Regions from separate parts of the Mus musculus genome. Here all the other regions are linked to region 1. Evidence: chromatin contacts called from public Hi-C and HiChIP or PLAC-seq data. All regions are on one chromosome and are shown on one strand. The core of a region is the stretch at or near the end of the contact, and the rest is flanking DNA. Distances in the headings are between cores, read along the strand shown.

Region 1 (6,054 bases), core at 1,674-4,173:
CTTTTGGAGTTTCAAAGTAGGTTCTCCCTTCTCCCTCTCCAGTGTCCCGAGAGCCCACACCAGCCAAGTAAAAGATGAAAAGGGATTATTTCTCAGAGGTTGGAAGACAGACTTGAAATTTTTTTTCCTACCTTCTGCCTCTCCAATGCAAGATCATCCATTTTATAGAAGGAAGACTTACTTTGCCGGGTTCCCAAACCATTGACGAAATCCCTCCCCTTTCCTGTATCCCACTTCCTCCCATTCTCCTTGTCATTAAAACCAAACCAAACAAACAAACAAGCAAACCCTCCCTAGTATATTGTTTAATTTTAGCTATCATGAATATATCCTCCAATCTATGTTTTTTTTAAAGCAAAACAAAACAAAACCGAGGGAGGGGCATTATTCCAGCAGGAGAAAAACTGGTGGGGCTGTATTTTAAATCTTAACTAAACTTTAATGAAAGTTCTGAAGCTCCAAAGCGCTTTATGGCTTAGGAAAAGCCGATCACTTGCCAATGGCCACCTCTGAAATCTAAAATCGGCTACATTTCTGCCATCGCCAGCCTAACAGTGAAGGGGAACAGTATCTTGCTTTGTATTAGAACAAACACATTTTCCTTTAGAAATTCTACCAGGCTTTCTAAGGTAGAAAGTCAAGTTTCTGATATAAACTGGTAGGTCAGAGAAACTTGAAATTAGGAAAAAAAAAAAAGTGCAACAAAAGCCAGCTCAGATCCTCCTCCCTGGTTTTGGTCTTGTCCGTCAGCTGATTCCCTCATTTTATCAGTTACTAGATTTTAATGTGAGAAAGGAAGCTGTTCAATTACCTAAATATACCAATTGTTCGCAGACAGATGATGGGCAATTTGATCTGCTCTGTCTAATTCATCAGCCCAGATAAGATAAGAAAGAAAAGGCAGTTAGATATCACCAAAGGGTTAATATTTAAAAAGATTAAATTTCCGGTGGTTTTTTTTGGGGGGGGGGCGTTAAGGAATATTTTATTTTGGTTTTAAAATTTTTTATCAAAGGAAGAGTCACCCCAAAAGTAAAGGGAGCAATGTTTGTACTTGTTCTTCAAAAATCCTTTGGTGAAACTTTTGTCTGTTTATTTGGAGCCCCCAAAATAATGTAAGTCATTGATAAAACAGGAGAAAAATAAATAAGATGATAAACTATACAGTGAAAATAGAATTTTTAAAGTTTGAAACCCTAAACTTATTTGCCTTAATTTTGTTGTTGTCCTTAGGGAAGTTTAAAGAGGGAAATAATCTTTTGTATGAAAAATTCAAAGAGTCATTAACAAACCTTATCAACAAAAATTTATGAAACACAGCGACACCCCACCCCCCAAAGATATGAAATGAACAACAGTTTAATTTTAAAAACATTTCTTGTACACTGGGCACTCTAAAGTAAACGTTCTCCCTCCCTCTAAAAACAACAAAACAAAACAAAGGCACATCAAATAATAAACAAGGAGAGCCAAGAAATCTCAGAAAATAACCCTGTAAAAATGGCATACCTGATATAATCTCTTTTACAGTAGGTTTTCCCATCCCTAACAAAGCACGTACAGCTTTCGTCCAAATACTGATTACACTCCGCACATTTCAAACATGCTGCATGCCACTCCAAATCCGGAGAAACCCTCAGAATATACTGGTCGTGAATTTGATTGCCGCAACCAACACACAGGGAAATCAGACGTTTTTCTGAAATGAAAATAAATGCATGATTGACTAACCGTTTACTTCCTACAGAGATAAACACACTTTTAGTGTCGTTCTCTTATAGGGTGTATTCTGGAAGAATTTTTTTCTTTCCCTTTTTTTTTTTTTCTTGTTCTTCCCTTAAAGAGTATTGCACTTTGGGATGGTAATTGGAGTGTGCCATCAAAACCTTGACTCGCTTTTTTAAAAAGGGAGGTGGAATATATGTAAAACGCAGATTTGAATAGTCTACATTGTAAGCTTAGCACGCAATCAAACCCGCTCATTTTGTGTTTTCTCCCTCCTCCCTCTTTGCTATAATCATTAGGCAAGATTATGGATAAGTCATGTCAAAGAAAAGGTTTTGACTAGAAGCGTTAAAGCAACGCTGGGATGTCTATATTTTCCGTGAAGCACGTTCTTCAATAGCACGCGGGAATGGATATTGTTAGAAGAGTAGACATCAATACAGTTGTCACTCGCTCTCTTTTGCAAGTCTAATGCTAATTCATATCTGCCGGTGTGGTTTGTGCAGGCAGACCTTTGCTACATAATAACTTCTCCAAGAGCTCCGGAATCCGGAGGAGGAAATCACCGCTAAGCACCGGGCAGGCGGCTAGAGTTTGGGAGGGCACAGAGCATTCAAACACAAGGTATGATCAGTTTCTCAAAGATCGGAATTCACACCAAACATGCAAGCTGCAAGCGTGACAAGAAGAAAACACACACACACACACACACACACACACACACACACACACACACACACACACACACAACAGCAGCAGCAACAACAACAACAAAAGGACCACCTTCTCTTCTGTCTCTCCAGGCAGTGACTACAAATCCAAAGAGCCCTGTCATCGGTGCCTGAGAGAGACCCCCCCACACCACAACAGCACACCAAGCCCCACAAGGTTAAACCGCTTCTTACTTTTTGGTGGATCGCCCATGTCTCCCATATCTGTAAGAGGGAGTAATGTCCACAGTGAAATGGTGGTTGGACAATTGGTGAATAGCCCACAGAGAGGATGCTGGTGCTGTGGCTAGGTGGCAAATAGTGGCCCCCGGGGTTGCCAAAACTGGGGGAAACAGCTGCCCGGCTGCGCCGCGCCCTCGCAGATCTGGGAGTCCGATTTAAGCCGGCGGAGTTGGCAGAGCGGAGGCGCAGCAGCAGCGGCGGACTCGCACGGCTCGGGGCACCTCTCTTCCTTATCTCTTACTCAAACTTCTCAGCTCCAACTCAGCTCCATCGCCATTGGTCTGACGCAGCGCGCGGGGACGTCAGGCGAGCGCCGCGCCCATTGGCTGCGGGGCGCGCGGCGCAGCTGTTCTGATTATCATATTTCAGCCCCGGCGCCTCCGCGCGCCACTGCCCGCTCGGCGAGCCCGCAGGAGAGGATTAAGCCTCCCGAGGCCACGTCGCTCCTTGGGCGCCGGGTGGCCCGGGTCCCCGGCCGCCGCCTCCTTGTCCACCACCCCCTCCCCGCGCCTTCCCGGACGCGCCGCGTCGTGTCCTGGGGTTCCAGCGCCGCGGGCTCCCCGCGGACCTTGGGCTGCGCTGAGCTCGGGGCTCCCTTTTCTGCCGCCCGTGGCGAGTAGCTGGTGGGTAGGTCCTTCCTGTGAAGCGGGTCCCTACCGGGCTCCAGGAAAAGGGGGGCACTTGGAACGGGCCGCTTTCCTTCACTGACTCCCGTGCTGGCGCGCACAGCCCAGGGCTGGCCAATTTCGCTGCCTGCGGGAAGGGCGCATCTGCTGGAGCTAGCAGCGCGCTACGCGTTAGGGGACAAACCCGGAGTAGGACGGTTAGACCCAAAAGAAATGGGTTTTTTTATGACTTCGTTTTTGTGTTCTTTTTTTTCTTTCTTTCTTTCTTTTCTTTCTTTTTTTCTTTTTCTTGCTACCGTGTTGACCCTGTTACTCCCCAATCTGAGCTCTCCAAAGACTTGGGGTGGGAGGAAAGGGGAGCTTGTCTCCCTAGCGGACAATCGGGTTGGAAACGCAAAGGTCAAACGAAAAGGTAAAACGAATTAACTCCGAGGTTGGTTCCTTTCCTCCCGACCCGTGAGGTCTCCTGTTCAATTTTAAGTCTAGCATGAAAGTGTTCTAATCTAGAGTCAGAGTGCAGGACCCTAAAGTTTACGGGGGTGGGGTGGGGTTGTCCATGTCTGTCTATGGATCTGTTGTCCACTCTTTTTTAAGGCAAAGGTGCACTGGGCCCTTAAACGGCTTGGTAATTATAAGCGCAACTTTACAATATTCTCTAGAGACTTTTAAATCTTTTAGTATGAAGGCGTGAGCAGGGAGGGTCTGTTGCAAAAGAAGAGTGGGGCGCCTACTTCCCTCCCCTGAGGTTAGCTTTCTAATTTGTTTCCTCTGGGGAAGCCATCTGGAGGAGATGTTGGCTGCATCTCACCGGTAACTTTTGCCAATAATTTCTTTCCTGATTCCCCAAAATCTACAGTCTTTCAGAGGCAGTTATTAGGGGACACACAGAATTCCCACACTTCTGCCGGAGCTTCTAGAGGGACTTTGATCAGAGAGAGAGAGAGAGAGAGAGAGAGAGAGAGAGAGAGAGAGAGAGAGAGAGAGAGGCTACAAACAGAATCGTAGAAGGGTTCAGCTTGTTTTTTTTTTTGTTTGTTTGTTTTGTTTTGTTTTGTTTTCCTCTTAGAAGAGCCAGAGGTTAGGGAACTCCTTTTTGTGTTTCTTCCACCAGATCTAAACCATGATAAAACCTGTGAACCCCACCTAGGCCGCAGTGGCCGAGTTAGAAAGCCTGTGACTTTTCAGAGTACACACAGAGAGAAAAGAGGTTAAGAAGCAGGAGTGGGTTTTTCCCCCCTTTCTTGTTTTGCTGTTTTCTTTAAGAAGGCAGATGGGAATCTCTTCCCTTCCTGTTCTTTTTTTTTTTTTAATTATAAATTATTTTGAAGTCCGTGAGCAGGATGGAAAGTTGTGTAGACTCCGGTTAACTTTACCGGTTGGTTGTGTTTTTTCCTTTCAACCCCGGTTTCTGCTCTCTGACATCCTATGTGTGGTATCTTTTGTCAAGCTGCTTTTGCCAAGCCCAGAGAAGCAGTTCCCTCCGTACAAGGGCATGCTACCCTTCTATACAGCCAGGTTGACCATGATTTAAAAACAACAACAAACAACAACAAAGATAAATAGGGGATCTGAACCAATTCTATTTCTTCACGCTATGTTTATAATGTGGCATCTAAAAGAAGCATCAGTCTAGTGACTTGAGACCCACAAAGGACCCTCACTCTTCACCCTTCCAAACATATACAGGCATTCACCAAAACAATTAGTAATGTTTTAATTCAAACAACACATTATTACAAAGGGTCGTTGGTCATAGCAATTCCAAGTAGAAAATCTAGCGTACAGTTTGGGAACAAACTTTCAATGTGAGCAGGTCTTCCACAGCATTCACGACACGTTTTCCTTTTTTTAGTTCAGGGCACTATTGTAAACAGGCATTCATTCCCCTGGTTCTTAGACTGATAAAAGCCAGGATCCATGCAAAAGCTACTCCACTCAGTGGAAGACGCTGGAGGGAACTCAGTAATAGTAGGATCGGGTGATGAAAGTGCTCTGAAGATCTGTGTGTTTGTGATTATACAATTTGCATAGAAATCGAAGTTCCTGCTGCTGGCCACAATGTTTCCCTTTACCCAGAGATTCTCATATGACCACAGATTTTTTTTCTCCTCCTCCCCTAGTTGATTGCTATGTGTGTATTTAACACATCAAGCGTATCTGTAAAGTTGTCAGTGTTTTTTATAGAATACATAAAACTGATTACATAAAAGTGATTAGCAATATTTTTCCCCCTGAGCATTTGATTACAGGGGCGACCTCTTGTGTTCAATGAGGGATTAGACACTCTCCTGTCAAAATTGGACTTCTTGTGACCTTTGTATGCTGCTAGGTCAAATATCTGTCCTTCAAAACAGCAGGGGTGCGAATCTGTAGTTTGAGCGCCTTCATTTTGAAAATGAAGTAATGAATGAAATGCATAAACTGTTTCTTCATCCTCCCTCACCTATATAAGATTCCAGTGTCTTTGTACCATAGAGATACCCGCTAAGCTTACTTAGTAAGTTTCTCTTGAGTCTGTAGTATTTGCTTACATGACTTGGAGCACAGTTCCTGGCGCATGTTTGTTCCTCCTGAGCTCCCTGCTGGTCCATTTAAGACCGTTCTGTTTATCTGCTCCTGCTTTCTTATTTCTGTTTAATTAAGACGGAAACATTCCACATTATATTTAAAGTCAGACACAGATCCCTGAACATCATGAAACCACACCATTTTCCAAAAAGAAAAAAAAAAAGAAAAGAAAAGAAATTGTA
Region 2 (6,502 bases), core at 3,849-6,348, 190 kb after region 1:
TAAACACTTTTTCTATACGGTATCCTATTAATGTACATAGTCTTCAGTCACTGAAGTAGGATTAATTAATCAAAAGGGAACTATTTCTTACAAAATCAATCATAAGTGGGCATTATTTCCATGAGCATTCTGGATAATGAGCTGAGATTTGCAAGCAGGGATAACAGGAGGTTTTGGGAGGCTACTGAAAGGTTAGGTAGGTAGAGGAAAGGAGGACCTGGAAGAGGACCTAAGAGCTGGAACTGGCAGAGGCAAAGGGTATAAGAGAATGGTGATGGAATTATCTTCAGTACTTTTAACTAGGGGTCTGATATCAACTTCTGCAGACGTTAGGAAGGATGGAGTTTCCAAAGAACCTGAAAGTTCTCAAGATGATGGGAATTCTGACAGTGGTGACATTGAAAAAAAATAAGGAAGTAAAAACAATGAGTATTATTATAATTATAGATTTTGCTTAGTTGACAATGATTTGAAATTGATATTATAGAGAAGAATTTTGGTTCAGTTACAGTCAACGAAACCCACAAGGCGAAGTGAGCTTGGGATAGTTCTTTTGTTGCTTTGATCAATGTGCAAACATGATGTGAATTCCAATTTCAAATGATAGGGTTTCCAGTTTCAACTACATTTTGTAATTGAATCATGTAATTGGGCTATGCGTTGGAAAATTAGTAGTTCTTAGTCATTTTATTCACTACTGTTTCCCATAGAAAAATCAGTGTATGTATGCATGTATGTAAAACATTTACCTTCCCTCTCAGTAGAAGGAGACTGAAAACATTTTTAACAGTTTTAAAGTATTTTCATTAAAAGCCAAAGTTTCACATAAAGAAACATAAAGTTTCTTCAAGCTAAAATAATTATTATTGAAAAAAGTATATACATTATGAAGGCAAAATCATAAACCATCAGTTCTGAGGAGATGACACTAATTCAGGAGGGCCTAGGTTTCTATTCCAGATCTGCAACACACACACACACACACACACACACACACACATCTTAAGTACACTAATAAAAGAATGCCACCAATTTAGGGGAAAAGTACATTACTTTTAACTTTACAAAACATCTAAAAGAGCGTATAGATAAATTTCTGAAATTCCTAGTTATAAGACAAAACTTGTAGGTAATATGTATTATCATAGTAGCGAGTTAAAATCCTGATTCTTCATCTTAGAGAAGTCCTTGGAAAATGCAATGAGACAAACTGGCAGTTTTTAGTTGTGTGGTTTATTTTTGTGGATTTTTTGTAGTTGCTTTCTTTTGCTTAAATAGGAAGGCAAGCATAGTGACTATGATCAGCCACAGAAAGGCACCGGAGAGAGTGAAAACTGCCAGCAGCCACAGCCACGGATTCCACTGACATCAGGCTCAGTTGATTAAAAGGCAAAAGCCTCTTACTCAACACTGTTGAGAAAGCTTTTGAAATCATGTCAAATGATTTATTTCATGATATTTGAGCTGTGAGACTGAGCTGCCTTATATTTTATAGGAACTGTATGCTTTAGGCAAAAACACACTAAAGTCACAGCTTATGCCATTTGCAGTAAGGAAATCTCTTGGGTGGTCCTCAGGGGGAAGCCTTCGGCAGAAGCATTGCTGTAATCCAATCTGTTCAGCAAATCATCATGGAAGCAGAGAAGAGAAATGTTGGTTTTCTCCACGTTCCTTCCAAAGAGAGGCAAGAAAGTATTACTGTATTCCTTACAAATAGTAGAAATCCTTTTCACTATATTTGTCTGGCCAAAAAAAAGAAAAAAATGCCATTTTTTAAAAATATTTTGAGAGTAAAAAATACTTTACCAAATGTATTTCTTAAGAGATTATGTAGCTGAAGTATCAGTTCCCAGTATAAGCGGGAAATGTTATCAGACTCCCTCCTGAAGTGCATGAATGTTCTTGTTTCATTCTATGGTTCAGATGCCATAACTATATCAGAAAGTTCTCCTGAAATTGGTGGGATCCAAAGTTGAGGACCACTTGTAAAAATGCTGAAGACTCCTGGAGGTTATATGGTATCCTAACTAATGAATGATTGTCGCTATTCATTCCAGCTTTGATTCCTGTTATGTGTTAATAATTTTCCAATAATTTCTATATCTATTCATTCACTGGTTAGCTCACTTATTCACTCAAGTATGTATTAACCTGTTAGAGCAGTGTTTGTGATAGTCTCACAGTGAATGAGAAAACTTTGTTAGACGTTGCACAAAAGTGGGAGACATCATTTAAAGACTGCATAGGGGAAGGGAGGAGATTCATTAATAAAGGAACTTAAGAGAGGACGATACGAACAAAAAACTGCAATCATAGAACTTCAATTACTGAAAACATACACATGCTTAGATCCAAATCTACTTTATAAAAGCAAGCGTACTTGTTTCAAGAGAAGACAAGTTGTGAGTTATGTATATTACGTGAAATGTTAAATATATAATACATAATTTATTACAACTCTTACAATATATATAGAACAAATTTCAAGTTGCGTTTATACATCTTTGCTTGTTGGTCAACATTTTAGTACAAATTTTATCCTTCCAAGGAAACATTCATACACATTTATGGGAAAGGAAAGTATGCTTTGATACCAGAAGAGCAATGTTATTATTAGGAATTTCTACTGTATAAAATACTAACATGGTAGTAGTCCCTTCTTTGTTTATAGAACTTATAAGTGGGATATATATATATTGTTCTACATTGTGAGGAAAACAATAAAATGTTGGTGGGATAAGTAGGCAGTCTCATAAACTTTCCCAAGCATCATACAACATAGTGAAACAGGAAATATTAATGTACTTGGTGTGATTGTGAGCTAGATACTTTAAAGACCATATATTACTAAAAAAAGCAACATTACTTCCCCCCACCCCCCGCCACCAACCTGAAGCTCTTTCATGAAAACAGCAGCAGAAGCATCATCTATATCTGACATCTGTGCACACACACACCAGTGTCAGGCACGCCAGCCATAAGAGAATAAAAATAGGCTGGAGGTCTGGATGCATCATCTGGTACCTGTTATCGGTCAGCAAAGAGCCTGTGCTAAGTGGCTCCACAGATTGCACCAGGCAAGAAGCTCTCCCCAGGAGGAAAAGCCAAGGCAATATTGCTCCAAAGGGGCTGTAGAATTGTGGCTGTGGTCTCAGAAAGTGACTCTGATGATACCGATGACAATTAGGAGAGAGGGTTTAGAATGTGAATGGGGAGCAATTCAGCTGCTACACTCTCTGTGAGCAGACTGTTGCCTCAGGCAAAAGGACCCTGCTGTCCTTTGTTCAAACTGCTAGGACTGGTGGAAGGTAAACCCAGAAAGGGGGATTTGTATAATTCATCTTAACTTAAAAGTTCAAGTTAAAAACTTTGAATGAATTTAGATACCCATTTCTTGAGTGCAGGACTGATGCTTTAGGCCCATCTCACCAGGATAGTTTTAAATTTAAAGAAAATGCTTGAAGAGAAAAAGTTTGTATCTGCTTAGGGGAAGCCATCAGTCAGAGGAAGTACTGAACTACATTCTTTCACCACTGTGCCTTGGGAGTAATGTCCCACACTGAGTGGTCTCTTGTGCTGCTGCGGTTATCACTGCAGTGGTTGGACAGTTGTGTTTTACGGTCTCTGCATGTAGCATTCAGCTTTATAGTTCAGCATAAGCTAATCAATATATCGAGATCAACAATTTTAAAATTAAGTATTTCCATGAAATTCACCATTCTACATATTAAACAAAGTAATTCATTTTCATGGAAATATCAGTATTTTCTGAAAGGAATCCAGTGTTTAAATTTATAACATAAACTATCGTACCCACAGTTATCAAAACCCTTAAAAAAATTAAACTCTTGTATAGAAGGAATCTAGAATATGTGAAAAGATAATGCTACATTTTCAGGATGTTATTTTAAATGGAAAATATAAAGTAGTAGTAGTTGATTAAATGTTGGCATTTTGGTTTTAGGGAAAGAAGTATTGTGCCACTCAACAGTGGTTTTGTTTTTGTTTATATCAAGATTGTATTTTTAAAGATTGAATTCTGTAAAAGCACTATAAACATATATACCTCATGTGTTTTGAATAATTCTACTTTTAACCTCAGAATAAAACCACGAGCTCCACACCATAAGTAGTCTAAAGTTAGTTGTTTATGAGTTGAAGTCACAGTATATTTTCTAGGTATACATGGTTTTCAAAGTAAGAAATTATTTGATATACTCTCTTTGATACATGCAAAGAACACATTTGTCATATCCAGGAAACTTAAATAATTTATTTTCAAATATGATCCTACTTTTTATATCTCATGGTATGATCAAATTGGCAAATGGCCACTTTTTCAGTTGCTCAATATACAGTAGAACCCAATATCATGAAAAGAGGTAATGTAGGGAACACACTTTATTTCAAACTAATGGCAACATTATATCTTCTGAAGGCTTTATTCCATGAGCAGATGACCTCATACATAAAGTTATTTGTCATAATGCGATGGAAGGAGATGACTCTAAATAAAGCATATGTCAGATATAGAAATATTTTTAAATTATTTTTTACTCTGTGTTTATGGCTAATTATGTTGACAAAGGAAATACCAAGAACAAACTATCACCAAGAATCCTAGAAATCATACAAACTTGCACCTGAGAAGAATTTTCAATGGGGGAAGTAAAATCAGGCGAACCTCAATCATGGCTTATTAAATTACAGCTGGCCCAAAACTGTTTGATATTCAAGCAGCTAATTAGCAATGGAGATGTCTAATTCAAACTCTGGGCTTTGATCTCTGCTTCACCCAATATTTATTAGGTTTATTTTTTAAAAGAATGGAGAGGGAAAGTCTCTTGAAAGCTGGAGGAGACAGTCTGAACAGTAGTTTACTTATAATTTACAGACTTGTGGTACTTAATATATAATGCAATAATCTTCCTGGTGCCATTTGTCATTTGGATGCTGCCACAGATTATAGCTTAGGGCACTGCATCTGTGCCCAGATCTGGCAGGAAATGGCCTAAAATCTTGAACAGCTGAGCGTGATGCTTCAGTGTAGTTGGAAGATTCAACCTCTGCTCTGGAGGTCACTGCATGCTTCTGTCCTGACAGCCCAAATTGTTAAGCATGTGACTAATATGCATACAGAACACAGGCTGCCTGACGTCTGCTACAAGCTTGATGGCTGGTTAGCGGCTAGTCTTAATTTTATGTGACAATCCTATGTAGGAAGTGCTACGGGGGTGACTAAATGGAGCATATTGATGTCCCACTGGGTGTAGCCCCTGTTGTTTTGACAAATTCTCCTTAGCATTTATCAATCAGCCCTACAATGGGGAGTGTGCTGAATATCTAATTCAGACATGCTAGTCAGGGCTAATAGAGCAAGATAGCATGTTATTCAATTTGTACTTGTTAGCGATGTCCCACTGTCACTGGGCAATTTACCTTCACACTCCACAAATGAAAAGAGAAATTTGCTGGGCTTCAAACACTTACATGAGTTACAAGCAAAATTTTAATTAGCATGTCATTACAGCAATAATTTATTGCCTCTTTGTAGTTTTCCCCAAGCATACAGATAGCACTTTTCCTATGTTAGAAAGGGTACTCTCAGAGCTTATGAGGCAGGTATTAATAAGGAGAGCCAATGAGTCTTAATATAAAAAACATGTGGACATTTTCTGTTTAGAGTTTTACATTTTACATATGAGATAAAATTGCTATTTGAAACTTCTCCTTTTGAATATTCTTTCCACGATCTACCTACTGTGTTTTAATACTGTTTGATTTTCTTTTTAAACAGATGTTCTGTTGCTGCAATTTTTTCTAAATATTATACATGTGGGCAAGCTACAGAATGTTGAGTACCATAGCTAGAAGCACTCACAGAAGCATGGGCGCTTCTGTGGGTCTACTGTGAACACTTGTGAACACACGAGGTTTTCTGGATTGTAAGCAGAGCAGTGTCTACTGCTTTCTACCATTTGTTTTTGGGAAGTTGCCTGGAAATTACAAATTTAATAGCTGTCAAATAAAACACTAAGGAGGTAGAGTAAACGAAAGAACCTGATAGTCAATTGCTAGTGTGGCCACAATCCAGCATCCTTAGAGAATGTAATGAAGCCCTATATTGTTTAAGACACCTAGGAACAAGGAAAACTAGCATGGAAATCTAATCATGACACTTAGAATGGATTACCATAAAGAGGGATAAATACTCTGATCACAGTGTTGGAGAGTTTGAAGAGTGATAATTGTCAAAAACCTATCCTGTAAGAGGTACATTCTAATCACTTAAAACACTTGCCATGGTAGATCATAGCGAGTAACTAAATATTGATTCACATGTATGTGCCCAAATATGGAGCAAATATTTTTTATGTATTGATTTATAAAAGTCTGACCTTATAGAACTCCTTAATCATATACTAGCAAAATTATAGACGATGGCTTTAGGTCCACCTTGCATCACACTCAAGCAGTATAGAATCAATTCAGGCAGCCTGTG
Region 3 (6,116 bases), core at 2,811-5,310, 220 kb after region 1:
TTATGTTTTTCTCCAATAACTACCACAGAACAAAACTTATTTAAATCTATCTTCATAAATGAACAAAAAAACGGAAGTCTCTGAGTAGAAATGCTTACTGTCTTCCTTAGGATCACATTGTTATTGATCCTTAAAATAGCGTCTCGGCACCTAGGTGACATATCCCACCTCAGTGTCATTTCACAGCTCAGAAAGAGACACACCTCAACCAAGTACCATATGTTACAGTTAGAATAAAGACAGCCCCTCACTGGTCCTCAGCATGTCTTATATAGATCATTTCATGCTCTTCCTTTCTTATTGGCACATTAATAGAACAGATTAATAGGTTTCCTGTGAGTTTAACACACTGAACACACAGTGCACATAGTGATGATAACATGCTATTTACATGTCAGGCTTATAAAGAGGCTGACTGTGTGTTCCTATTTTGTGTTTGAAAGGCAATTGGTGATTTGCATTTGTTTGGGGCAAGAAATGAAAGGGCATGAAAAACTCCTCAAAGTTCCAAAATAAAAATAGGAAATGTAGTCTCCCGAATTGATCTTTAAAGTGGCCTGTAACTTCTCTTGATGTGTGAGGTGGCGAGAGGGGGGGTGGGGGGTGGGAGCGAAAGAGGAAAGGCGGGACCTGAGAGCAGAGGACAAAGCAAGGAAGGCAGAGACAGAGACTGATCTAAATAAAAACCCTCAGCAGCCTCAGGCGTCCTCAAGTGGGAAGTGTGTCTTCTATCCTCAGCTTTGCAGGTCTCTGTTTGTTTTGCTTTGCCGACCCCTCCTCCCCCGCCCCTCATCCCCAGGAGAAGTCACTTCTGCACCCTACCTTCTGCTCAGCCTCTTTTCCCCAGAAGACCTTGGCTGCTCCCCTGCCTCTGTGTTCTCAAAGCAACACTCCAGAGCCAGCTGGAGCTGCACGTTAACTAGCAGCACAGCAGGGACCCCACACTGCCTTTGGCTGCCTCTTGAAAGGGGCAGGTAAATTACCATTTTTGATATACTTTGTTTTTTCAGGCCTTCTCCTTAGGATTCTAATGCCTCTGTTAGACTTTTGGCCTCAGATTATCATAGAGCAGCAGGCTGATTCACTCTCATGGTTTCAGATACTTAACACCAAGAAGGAAATATGTATACAGAAGTTAATATGAAAATACCACAAAATAGTAAATGTCATATGCTTTGTACTTTTAAGCTCGGATTTAAAAGAAAGATACATACAGAAGGGCATGGATATTAACACATATGTACATTATGTGATGTTTCATATCAAAAATCAGGAAATGGAGATTCACTTTAATCCTTTCTTCATGTTTGTTATGCACTTTTGTCATAACCATAAATAATTACAAGATAGTGATACAAGATAGTGGTATGCTGCCACCAAGTCAGTCTATTCTGCACTATGTGCATGAATATACTGGTAATGAATTGTTTTAAATTACACACAGAAACACACTCATGTACATGCACACACACGTATATAATATATATCATATATCAACCTTGGTTGCTCATGACTAATGCCAGTATTCAAGAGGCTAAAGCAGGAATATTATGAATTATATACTACCCTGAGACAAATAATGAAATGGTTTCAAAACCAAATAACTTAAAAGAAAATTTATATTGCTGCTGTCTTATATAGGTATATATGTATGTATGCATGTATGTATCATGCAGTAAGTTGCCTGACAATATTTTTAATTTCATAGATATATGTGTGTATGCATAAGTATGCATGCATCTGTAGATATGATATGTGACTACACACACAAAGACACACTCACAGAGGTTACAACTGTTGCTCACGCTATAAGCTTTTTACCCACTTTCCTATTGATCTCAGTGGGAAATTATTGATCTCGATTTTGTTTCTCTATTACAGACTATACACCCGAGGATGTGCTGCTGTGGACCTTTCAGGGCATCTAAGTCCTGGATCATAAGTGCCATGTATTCACCACCAGTAGGCGTTGCCAGTCTTTTCTGGAGTGGTTGCACCAACATACATCTCGCAGCAAAGCTTGCATGCTGCCATTGCTATGCACCTTCACAAGGGCTAATTTAGTAGAGCTTAATTCTTTTATTTGGCAATAGGGTGGCGGTGAAGTTATCTCAGCACAGTTTCATCAGCATCCTTTAGTTTCAGTGAGATTCTGCATCTTTTATTTCTAGTTGGCCATTCAGACTTTTCTATCTTAGGTGACTTCTACTGACCTCAAACAATGTACACTTCAACTTTAGTTTTTCCTTTTCTTCTCCTGGTTGTTCCTCCTCCTCTTTCCCCTTCCTCTCCCTCTTCCTTTTCTTCTTCTCCATGATTCTCTCGCTTTCTTTCCTGAATCTCCACCATAGCCTTCGCAAATGTCTTTACTGTTAGCAATCAGGCCCATTCACAGAGAGCTGAAAGTGAAAATCAGGCATCGTTATACTCAGCTTTTGAGGGACCAGGCAACAGGACGCATCATCACTGTTAGTCGCCCTGTTGCACATCTCCTTGCGCATGTGGCACAGCCCCAATAAAAGTCATGTTCTCCTTTCATCCACTCTCTTCTTCCCTTTCTCTCCCAGAGGCTGCTTCTGTGCCCTCTCTCCTATAATAAAAATCCTCCAACAGGAGACCTGTCACATAGTGTGATTTTTGTTGCGGTTGTTACTTGGTCTCACCATTTGCAGCATAGGAACCACAACTAAGCTTTGTTTCTGATGTTATTTTTATTTTGATAGGAGTAAATACAAGCCATTCTGTTGTGTATTTCTTAAGGAATTCCAAAACGAAGGTCTTCTTCTTTGGTGTCATCTAATGATTCAAAGTTCTTTCCCATAATTTGGAAGCATCTGAGTTTATTTCCTCATGTAGGTTTCTATGGAGACAAGATTGACTCCTTCCCATACAGAAAACCAACTGCTCCAACATTGTTTCTTCTCATGGCGTGATCATTCTCTCCCTTTGTTGTAAAATTTCTCATCACTCTTTGCTGTGGTTTTGGACTCTAGTTTATTTTGGAAATCTTTCTATGTCCCTCAGCTTCCCAGTCACACTGCTGTAATAGAATATCTATAAAATGATTACTGGTAGAATAGAATCATCTTGGCTATACTCAGTACCTATCCTTCAATATTGTTTTCAGAAAATGGTATTGAGCTTTTGATTTAAGGTGTGTGTGTGTGTGTGTGTGTGTGTGTGTGTGTGTGTTTGTTTTTTGTAATAGTTTATGGGATTTTCTGTTTAGAAAAATGGCTCCAGTCTTTCTGCCTATTCAGAAGTATTTTACTTCCTTCTCTTATATTTTGCCATTGCTCAGTAAGAGGTTTGGTGCAACACACTACTCAGGGTCAGAACTATTCTGAAAATCAGGCTGTTTTCATAGACATACACTTCTAGCATTGCTATTGCTATTATGTAAGGGTATTTTTATATCAATGGTGATTATATTTTAAAGCACATTAATTATTAGGTTTTAATAAGAAAACACTATTATTTAGGAAGATGTCACCTGGCTTCTTCTTTACAAATCTTCCCTATGGCCTTCTTAAATCCTCTTCTGGTCTTTGGTTAGTATCTAGTGGAACAATGTGGACAGTTACTTTTTGGTCTTCTTGTTTCAAATGTTTCCAGAGCTTTGCCTTGGCTGTGAACCGGAGACTGGAGCTAAGAAGCCCCACCCCTCTCTTCATAGAAATTATGCTTGAATTATCATAAGTGCTGATGAAGTTTTCTTATTCCTGCCATACTGTTTTGTGTCCTATCCCTTTAAAACCTCCCTCCTCTTGTGTGTATCCCCCGCTCCCTGCAGAGTGTGTACTAGACATACTATTCGTCTCAGTCTACCTTTTAGCCCCATTGTTCCTTCAGTGGTGTTTCCACACTAAGAGATTTTTGGTCTTTGTATGTTTAGAAGTTTACTTGTTTTAACTTATTTAAAATTGCTACTGATTTATTGCATCATTTCATCCACTTGTGGCTGAGGCAGAAAAAATTCGAATGACTAGCTCTCTAATTACATTGGCCGATTTGGATGGCTGTGGATTCTCCTTGACTCATTTCCAGGGTGCATTTTTGTGGTTTCTGTATCACAATGACTCCCACCAGATTGGTATAAAATGTCAGTTTGAAGTTTCTCACAGGATGCTTTCCCCCTTCGTGGCGTTAGCTCGTGAACTTCTTCCCCAGCCTCAGGTTTTCCTCAGAACTCTGGAAGCTCCGTGGTGATTCCTGGCTGGGCAATGGCAGTTCCGTGAGGGTTCTGGTTCTTTCCCATGCTAGTGGGGAGATTCAGTCACTGAGAGTTTACGCCTCTGTTTGACTTGCTTTTCCTGTCGTTCTTCAAGCCACAGATGTCAAATGCTTGACCATGAACTTATCTCTTCCTCTGAAATTAAAGATTTTCAAGGTTTGGTTTTTTTTTTTTTTTTTTTACCAAGTTCACAAAAGGTTTTGAATGTGTAATATGTGTAACCTCATATATTGTAAGTTGAATAAGTAAGTTATATGTTTATCAAATTCATAAAGTTAAACTAAAACAATTTGGGACTGGTTAAGAGCAATTGTTGCTCTTCCAGAGGACCTGTATTCTCCTTAGCACACATCTTGGGTAGGTCACAATATTTGGAACTCCAGCTCCAAGGGATGTAACAACCTCTTCTGACATCCTCCAGTACCTGAATGCACACGAGCAAACACACAAATAAAACTCTTTAAAAATAAAATAAATTTTGAATTAATCAGTGTGCTTATTATATGTATGCATAACGAATCCCCTCTTGTCATGAGGACCATCTTATGGGTGTTTGTTGGACCAAATTCTTCAAAATAATTTTATCCTTGACTTTCCTCCATCTTTTGTCAAAAAAGAATGATTTTGAGTCAAATACAATGAATTGTTTTAAATCTAGATTCCAGCTTTTTCTCAGACTTCCTGGACGATCAAAATACAATGACAACACAGATGTTAACTGCCAGCCCCTTGACAAGTTAGCATCCATTCCTTGGCATTCCTTTCAAGAAGCTCTTCCTTCTACTAGGCGTGTTTCTTAGGAATTTGGTTCTTTTCTTAGTAACAGAAAAACAAAAATAGTTCTCAGTTAATATGGACTTGTTAAATCCCAAATCAAAGGTTTCTGCTAATGATAGAGTGCTGTTACGAAGTCTAACACCCATCAGGCAAGGGTCTGCAGTTTCTCAGCCTCTGCTTCACACTTGGGGCATCCCCCAAGCTCTCCCACACACTGCTTTCCTTACAGATTCATTTGAGAAATTCACTTGACTCTGCTGCCCCCTCCAGATACCACAAATTTCTCTCCTTTTTTTTTTCTCTGTTTTTAGGAGTAGTCAGCTTTTATGGCCTATAGGTTTTTGTTTTTGTTTTTTTAAGTCCTTGGGATCCAGCTTTCACTCCCATCACTTAGGGAGCTACACTCTGGAAGGGCTGCATGACTGATATTCTTTCTGCTAAACTGTGTTGTTCCTCAATCTGATTCTCCTAGGGACTTTGTAGCATTAAGTGTTGTTGAATTGCAAGGCTCTATTAAACTAATAATAATAAAATAATAATAATAATAATAATAATAATAATAATTATTATTATATTACACTCCATATTCCTTTAAAGGATACATAATTAACTCTGCTTAACAGTGGAAAAATGTGTGGTGCATAAGTTTTAAATGACAGCTGAGAAGCCATAGATTCAAGCTCAGTTCTTTATACAATGTCACATTAATTGCAAAGCAAGGAAGAGCAGTATGGAACTAAGAAAGTATTTCTACATGTTATATTCTAATGATTTTCTTTATATAAAGATAAAAGTTCACATAATCAGACTAGTTATAAGGACAGATGACTAGCCTATAACATGTACTATATTAGAAAATGTTCATTATTTTGCCTCAAAAATATTGAAAAATATATACAGAATATTTTCTCAGGTGAACATCTTTGTAGAAAATCAAGCTGTAAGTGACTGCCTTTCAGATTTTCTGGTTTTTAAGCCTTGTATAGTGTTACAAAATTTACAAAAAGGGCATAAGAAAATTAGACTTACTCTTTTTTCACAGAAGTATTATTGAAATTTTACTGGATTCCAGGCTCTGAGGATGCAGAGCTAAATCAAACAATCC
Region 4 (6,570 bases), core at 1,811-4,310, 220 kb before region 1:
TTCTTCCTCTTCTTATTCCTCCCCTACTCTTCCTCTCCTCCTTCCTTCACCTTCTTCTTCTCCTCTTTCTTCTCCTTCTTCCTCTTCTTCTTCTTCCTCTTCTTCTTCTTCCTCCTCTTCCTCTTCTTCCTCCCTCTACACTTCCTCTCCTTCTCCTTCCTTCACCTTCTTCTTCTCCTTCTTCCCCTTCTTCCTCTTCTCCTTCTCCTTCCTCCTCTTCTTCCTCTTCTTCCTCTTCTTCCTCTTCTTCCTCCTCCTCCTCCTCCTCTTCCTCTTCCTCTTCCTCTTCCTCTTTTTCTTCTTCTTCTTCTTCCTCTTCTCCTCCTCCTCCTCCTCTTCCTCTTCCTCTCTCTTTCTCTCTCTCTCTCTCATTCCCTTTGTAAACACACACTCTCTCCATGTACAATTCTGCAAATTATACTATTCTGTTTATCCAAGTTTATAGAGTGAGGTGTTAGCAAATGTCTTAAACTCCCAAGTTACCATTGTTTACATGAAATGCTGGCATTTGTAAGCTTTGAATCTGACTATTCATAAACAATTAGTCCAAAAAAAAAAACTTCATGAGCATCAATCCTAAATGATATAAGACCTAGGAAAAATTGGGAGAAGGAAAATAATATAATCAAAATTTACTGTATGAAATTCTCAAAGAATGGAGAAAAAGATAAAAACTGAATTGTTTTGAAAAATAACAGTGATCCTCATTGATAATAGTTTATGAATACTACTTGATAATCAATCAGAAAGTAACTGAAATCATACTACTATACAATGCACAGATATAACTTATAATCATAATGGTTATATCTCAATTGTATATATTTGTATACTAAAGTCATTTTTGAATTGTATATAAACATATGATTATATGTCATCTACATAGACAAATTATAAATCTATAATAAAAAATTTTCATGAAATTAAGAAAGACCATATCTGAATTCAGGCAGTCTATCTAGCTTTATAGGTCATTTTTTTGCTGTTGTTGTTTTCAACTCTTTGGAAAACTCATATATTGTATTAAGGCCATATCCAATGCCCTTCATCTACTCCCAGTTTCATTTGAGGATAGTTGGCAATGATAACACATTCTTAAAAACTTAAAATATATTAAAAAAACCTTAAAATATATTTGCAAGCTAATAATATTTCTATTTTAAACTCATTCATTTAAATTATTTTTGATAGATTGTTTCTAATATGTCAATCAGCCTATCAAATTATAATACATAACATTATGATAAATTAATTATAATCATCAAATAAATGAAGAAAGAAGATATCCAGTAGTTGATATAGTATACATTTCTATAGTAAGAAATGTTTGTTTCACTGTTCACTTAGTTCTTCTGAGCACTGTCTTGTAGAAACAATTCTTAAGGAGACTGAACCCTGAGAATGAGTGAATATAATGGTATGTCCAAAAGCATGATCAAGGACCACAGCTTTTCTCTAGAACTTTATTTCATATTAACAAGATTGTATGCATAGTCAAAATACTACACGTAATTTTCCTAAGTTTGAGAAGTGAGCAAAAGTCTAAAAGTGGCAAGACTTGAAAACAGAAAAAGGCTATCAGGATAAGATTCTTAAACTCATAAGCCTGTGTATTTGTGTATGTATGTCTAATAAATATGTTTCTTAAACTTCATTAACAAAAGACTAATTATAAAAATAGTGGGCCAGGCGGTGGTGGTGCAAGCTTTTAATCCCAGCACTTGGGAGGCAGAGGCAGGCAGATTACTGAGTTCGAGGCCAGCCTAGTCTAAAGAGTGAGTTCCAGCACAGCCAGGGCTAGACAGAGAAACCCTGTCTCGAAAAACCAAAACCAAACAAACAAAACACACACACACACACACACACACACACACACAAGGTGGACAGCCTACATGTCTGTTCACAACTGTTTCTTACAGGTTACATACAGCATTAATTACAAACTGTAATGTCTGTTTCTAAAATAGGACTCTTTCTTCAGCTGAACAGACTAGGTGATTATCTAGTATAAGATTATAGTGCTTTAGTTTTTACAGGTTCATCAGATCTTTGGACAATCAAAACTTTAAGAACTTACTGAAGTATCGGGAAAAAATCAGAATATTATGAAGAGTGCTCTGATTATAAAAATTGACTCCCTATTTTCCCCTGGAAGCTGTTTTAAGAGTGTATTTTTCTCTGTTAAGACTCACATTTGCCCTTTGATGGAGAACAGCCCTCTCCAAACTATCCTAAACTCTGTAAAATTTTGACATGAAAGGTTTATCTTATGGTCACACATGTGCCTCCCTTTCCCAAACTGAACTGAAGTCTCCTCCTCTCATGCCGAGTGTGAGGAAAAAACAGAAGAAAATAAGCAAGGACAAACATGCAGCATTTGGAGAAAACAAATTATGCTTTACAAACTGTTAGCAAACTGTTAATTGAAATGAGCATTTTTAAAACTGATTCTGAGCTCTGACCTCAATCATCTACACTTTGGCTGGCTGGCCCATTCTGAGACTACAAACCTCAGCATGTCACCTTGGCTTCATTTAATTATTACAAGCAAATACCTCTGGGAGGTAGTAGTTTTACAAACATCTATTTTCTATATCATGTACACTATTTTCTTCCTTAACAATAGACTGCTTTTTAATAATCTGTTTTGACAGTAGTCACATATAAATACTGTGTTAAATATTTTTAGTCAGGAGAGAGTATGGACACATGGGTACCGTGGTGTGGGTCTTGCCTAATTAAATGCATTATACTATTTGCTATTGTTGGAAACCATCTTCTATTCATTTAATAAGGCTTTTGCAAATTGGCAGATAGCATTTGGGCTAAAATACACACAGGATATTTGCAATGAAAAAGGTAAAAAAAAAAAAATACTCCTCTGCCTTTTCTCTAGTGTAGAGCAATTTGTCAAGTAATTAGCCAACCTAATTAAATTTTTGTAGCACTAATCAAACGAATATGCTAAAATTTTCTTTGCACAGCCAGTTTGCTGTCTGCTTGCATTTAACTTGATGGTTTGAAAGGGTCCCTACTCTGTCTGCCACTCCACTTAATAACCTAATTTGCATTTTATATTGGTAAATCAAATTAAGCACCAGTGGCTTTTAGTATGATTGACTGTGGTCAGGCCTTTTCAGATGGGACTTTTTCACAGAAAATTAGGCACATTTTAATATCACTGGGGCTGCGCTTTCTGTGTTCAGCAAACTGCATTCACTCAGCTAATTAAAAGTGCCTGCCTCCTCCACCCCTCCGTATGATAGATTTATCCAGCTGGTGTGTCCATTTTCTTTTGTACAATTTCTTGATGGAAGTATTTTTTTTCCTTAAATATAAGATTGTCTAAGCAACACTTTAAACCTATTTGCATGAAACATAGAAGCAATACTTTGTTATAACTGATTACTTTGAAAAGGAGGAGCAACTGTGTCTCAATGCAGGTCCACAAAAAGAGGTGACAGGTTTTATCTATTACTCAGCAGCCTCAAACCTGGAAGTCCCTGTCTGTTAGTATCCTGTGAGGCCTGATTCTGATCGCTGATTCCAAATGCTGGCATAAGGGAATCTTCCTACACTGTTTATTTAGTGAGTTATTTAACTGTAGAAAACACACACACACATTATTAAGGAGAAAAATAAAATAAGTACAAACTCAAGAATCACTCTTGGGGCAGTGCCAGACTCACCAGGAATTGGTGGAAAAATAACTCCAACAAGTTGTCCTCTTCTTTCCAGGTGGGCATTATGACACATAATGCAAGTAAATATACATAAATAGACATGAACAAATAATATGTAAATATGTGTATTTCTTAAAATAATACAAATACGCGTACTGTTAGCAAGAGCATGAAGAAAGCTTTCTTGTAAGCTGAGCCAAGCTTGCTTTGAACAGAATATTTTCAAGTATCTGCAAGACAAATAGATTTCTAAACACCAGTAGTTTAAGCTAAGATAATTATTTGATATGTAAGTAACAAAGTCTTCCCACATCTATTAAAAAGCACTGTTCTTCTTCGGTTGTTTGTTTGTTTTTGTTGTTGATGTTGTTGTTGTTTTTAACAGCCAACCATGTGACCACCAGAAAGGCAGGGTCTTCAATTCAGGAGAGGGTAAAATCCTATTGGAAAACCTAAAGGGAAGTGCACCATGCTGATTCACTGCTGACCTGGGCTGTGAATTTTCTTAACAAAAGTTCAAGATAAGTGCACTAAATAGGACCGTGCTTTGGCTCTCTTAGAACTGATCCTTAAGACAAATAATTAACTAAAAAGATAATTTAGATTACAAAAGAGATGACATCAAACAAGACAACTGCCTGAGCACAGTTAGATTTTTCTGTTTTCCTTTAAGTAAAGTCATGATACATTTGCTCGGAAACCTCAGTCTAGTCCATTAATTTTTTTTTCATAATTGAGGGGATGGGGAAGAGGTTATATGACCGCAGTGGTTGGCCTGATTGGGTGGGGGCACATTTCAAAGTCGAGAATCCCCCATACCTCTGGGATTTCACCTGAAGACTATACCACTTACTTCACCATTGAAGATGGCTTTCTTTAAAAATGACATTTCTTGATGAATGCACTGTAGAATTGGTTTTATCTGCCCCTTACATGAGCTGCACAGCTACAATATACCTTATTCTGTTTTTAGATGGCATTATTTTTTAGTATCCTTGTATTCATATGAATCACAACCCAAGATCCTGTTTAAGTTTTCATATCAGAACAGAATATTATATACTCAGTATTATCTACTGAATGTATAATGATGAATGGCATCATGACATTTGATGTCAGATGTACATCTCAGTATTACATCACTAAATATGTTAAATAGCAATACAAAGCCATTGTTCCTGTTACAATAGTGGCAACACTGCCTCACATTCTGTCCTTAACTTATTCAAGAGTTCGCAAATCATTACTCACTTGTATTTTAATATAATCTCAATATTCTTTCTCTAGATTTTGAGCACAGAATATATTCAAAAAATTGGTAGCCATTTAAATTTGGTAAATTTCCTTCATTTTGTTCATTCTTGTGTTTTATCATTGTTTGTGGGTTGAAAGACATAAGTAAGCCAATGTATTTGAAGAAATAATAATATATTGGTCATTTAAGATCTCTAGTACACCAAATGCATCCAATGTTATAGGAAACAGTACAACATGTTTCATGGGTAGTTTTAATTTTATAATAAAAAAAGTACAATTCACAATTAGGTTTAACTCTGGTGGAAGGGATGCCACCTGCTCTTCACACAGTTCTCTCTGATGATTAATACAGCCTTATAAAATAGTAGATTGTTGTATGAGTTGTATATGTGTGTACATATGTAGTGATGTATGCACACATGTGTGCATATGTATGTGGAGACCAGAGTTCAATATGAAATGTCTTTCTCTATTGATTTTCAATTTATTTTTCAAGACAGAGTCTCTAAATCTGGAATTCCCCAATATGCAATTTTATTAAGGTGGAAGTAAACCCTGGGATTCTCCTCTCCTCTTCCCCTCAGTACTTGGGTGACAGGAGCGTAACATTATTCCTGGCTTTCAACTTAGGTGCTGGTGGTCCAAATTCAGTTTCTCAAATGGCAAAACATAGCAAGCACTATAGTAACTTAGCAATCTTTTCAGATTAGTGGATTTTTTTGAACAGCAAATGATTAATCATTACATATAATATGAAAACCAAGAAATCCACATTAGGAAAATGTGTATCGAGCCTATGATATTCTTTCACATGCTTAGATTCCTATAAACACACAGTCATGCTATAGGGATAAGCTGGGTCATGAAGATCAGAGGTTGGTCTCATGCTTAGTATGTTTGAGGCCCTGTGCTCAATACTCAGAATTAATTATAAAAATAGCCAAAATAACAGTAATAATAATAAAATACTAACAATATTATCTCCATCAAGTCCCTCTATTTACAGTCACTGCCATATCTATTCTTTATTCTCTGTTAGCTGTTAACTGTCATGACCACTAATCTTCTATATCTTCATCATTTCAAAGATATTATACAAATGGAATTATTTAGTCTTTTTTTTTTTCCATTTTTTATTAGGTATTTAGCTCATTTACATTTCCAATGCTATACCAAAAGTCCCCCTTACCCACCCACCCCCACTCCCCTACCCACCCACTCCCCCCCTTTGGCCCTGGCGTTCCCCTGTACCGGGGCACATAAAGTCTGCGTGTCCAATGGGCCTCTCTTTCCAGTGATGGCCGACTAGGCCATCTTTTGATACATATGCAGCTAGAGTCAAGAGCTCAGGGGTACTGGTTAGTTCATAATGTTGTTCCACCTATAGGGTTGAAGATCCCTTTAGCTCCTTGGATACTTTCTCTAGCTCCTCCATTGGGAGCCCTGTGATCCATCCATTAGCTGACTGTGAGCATCCACTTCTGTGTTTGCTAGGCCCCGGCATAGTCTCACAAGAGACAGCTACATCTGGGTCCTTTCGATAAAATCTTGCTAGTATATGCAATGGTGTCAGCGTTTGGATGCTGATTATGGGGTGGATCCCTGGATATGGCAGTCTCTACATGGTCCA

The links. Hi-C and Micro-C count contacts between places; a contact is called where the count stands out from the background. HiChIP or PLAC-seq counts read pairs in DNA pulled down with a chosen protein or histone mark.
Region 2: a contact with region 1 is called in an H3K4me3 HiChIP or PLAC-seq map of neural tube, with 3 times the contacts expected there. The contact joins the enhancer-like site here to the promoter of Isl1 in region 1. A contact is called at or near these places in 1 of 39 promoter capture datasets (frontonasal cranial neural crest), 2 of 484 Hi-C or Micro-C datasets (the N1E-115 cell line and embryonic fibroblasts) and 2 of 115 datasets of contacts at active chromatin or transcription factors (embryonic forebrain and neural tube).
Region 3: a Hi-C map of stem cell-derived cardiac mesoderm shows a contact between it and region 1, with 3 times the contacts expected there. The contact joins the enhancer-like site here to the promoter of Isl1 in region 1. A contact is called at or near these places in 5 of 39 promoter capture datasets (cranial neural crest, frontonasal cranial neural crest, hippocampal neurons and 2 more), 7 of 484 Hi-C or Micro-C datasets (adipose-derived mesenchymal stem cells, cortical neurons, embryonic stem cells and 3 more), 4 of 115 datasets of contacts at active chromatin or transcription factors (embryonic forebrain, embryonic midbrain, embryonic stem cells and 1 more) and 2 of 9 other capture datasets (adipose tissue and liver).
Region 4: a Hi-C map of the N1E-115 cell line shows a contact between it and region 1, with 8 times the contacts expected there. The contact joins the enhancer-like site here to the promoter of Isl1 in region 1. A contact is called at or near these places in 2 of 39 promoter capture datasets (liver and trophoblast stem cells), 1 of 484 Hi-C or Micro-C datasets (the N1E-115 cell line) and 1 of 115 datasets of contacts at active chromatin or transcription factors (embryonic forebrain).

What each region holds. Positions count from the first base shown.
Region 1 is chr13:116,306,765-116,312,818 of GRCm38.p6, forward strand. Isl1 (ISL1 transcription factor, LIM/homeodomain) reads right to left here and starts at 2,924. Exons shown (of 6, transcript NM_021459.4): 1 at 2,631-2,924; 2 at 1,510-1,699. The coding sequence starts at 2,658. RefSeq lists promoters at 2,721-5,438, 2,723-3,101.
Region 2 is chr13:116,492,648-116,499,149 of GRCm38.p6, forward strand. No RefSeq gene overlaps it. Among named protein-coding and RNA genes, the nearest start is that of Isl1, 190 kb to the left of the region's middle. Within about 2 kb of position 5,099, at least 17 of the 459 cell types and tissues checked have an H3K27ac peak or open chromatin away from gene starts, as enhancers often do. A contact at or near this core is called in the N1E-115 cell line and neural tube, where this site is marked.
Region 3 is chr13:116,523,226-116,529,341 of GRCm38.p6, forward strand. No RefSeq gene overlaps it. Among named protein-coding and RNA genes, the nearest start is that of Isl1, 220 kb to the left of the region's middle. Within about 2 kb of position 4,061, at least 18 of the 459 cell types and tissues checked have an H3K27ac peak or open chromatin away from gene starts, as enhancers often do. A contact at or near this core is called in adipose-derived mesenchymal stem cells and stem cell-derived cardiac mesoderm, where this site is marked.
Region 4 is chr13:116,084,626-116,091,195 of GRCm38.p6, forward strand. No RefSeq gene overlaps it. Among named protein-coding and RNA genes, the nearest start is that of Isl1, 220 kb to the right of the region's middle. RefSeq lists enhancers at 2,803-3,439, 2,962-3,121 and cis regulatory regions at 2,960-2,972, 3,054-3,065. Within about 2 kb of position 3,061, at least 9 of the 459 cell types and tissues checked have an H3K27ac peak or open chromatin away from gene starts, as enhancers often do. A contact at or near this core is called in the N1E-115 cell line, where this site is marked.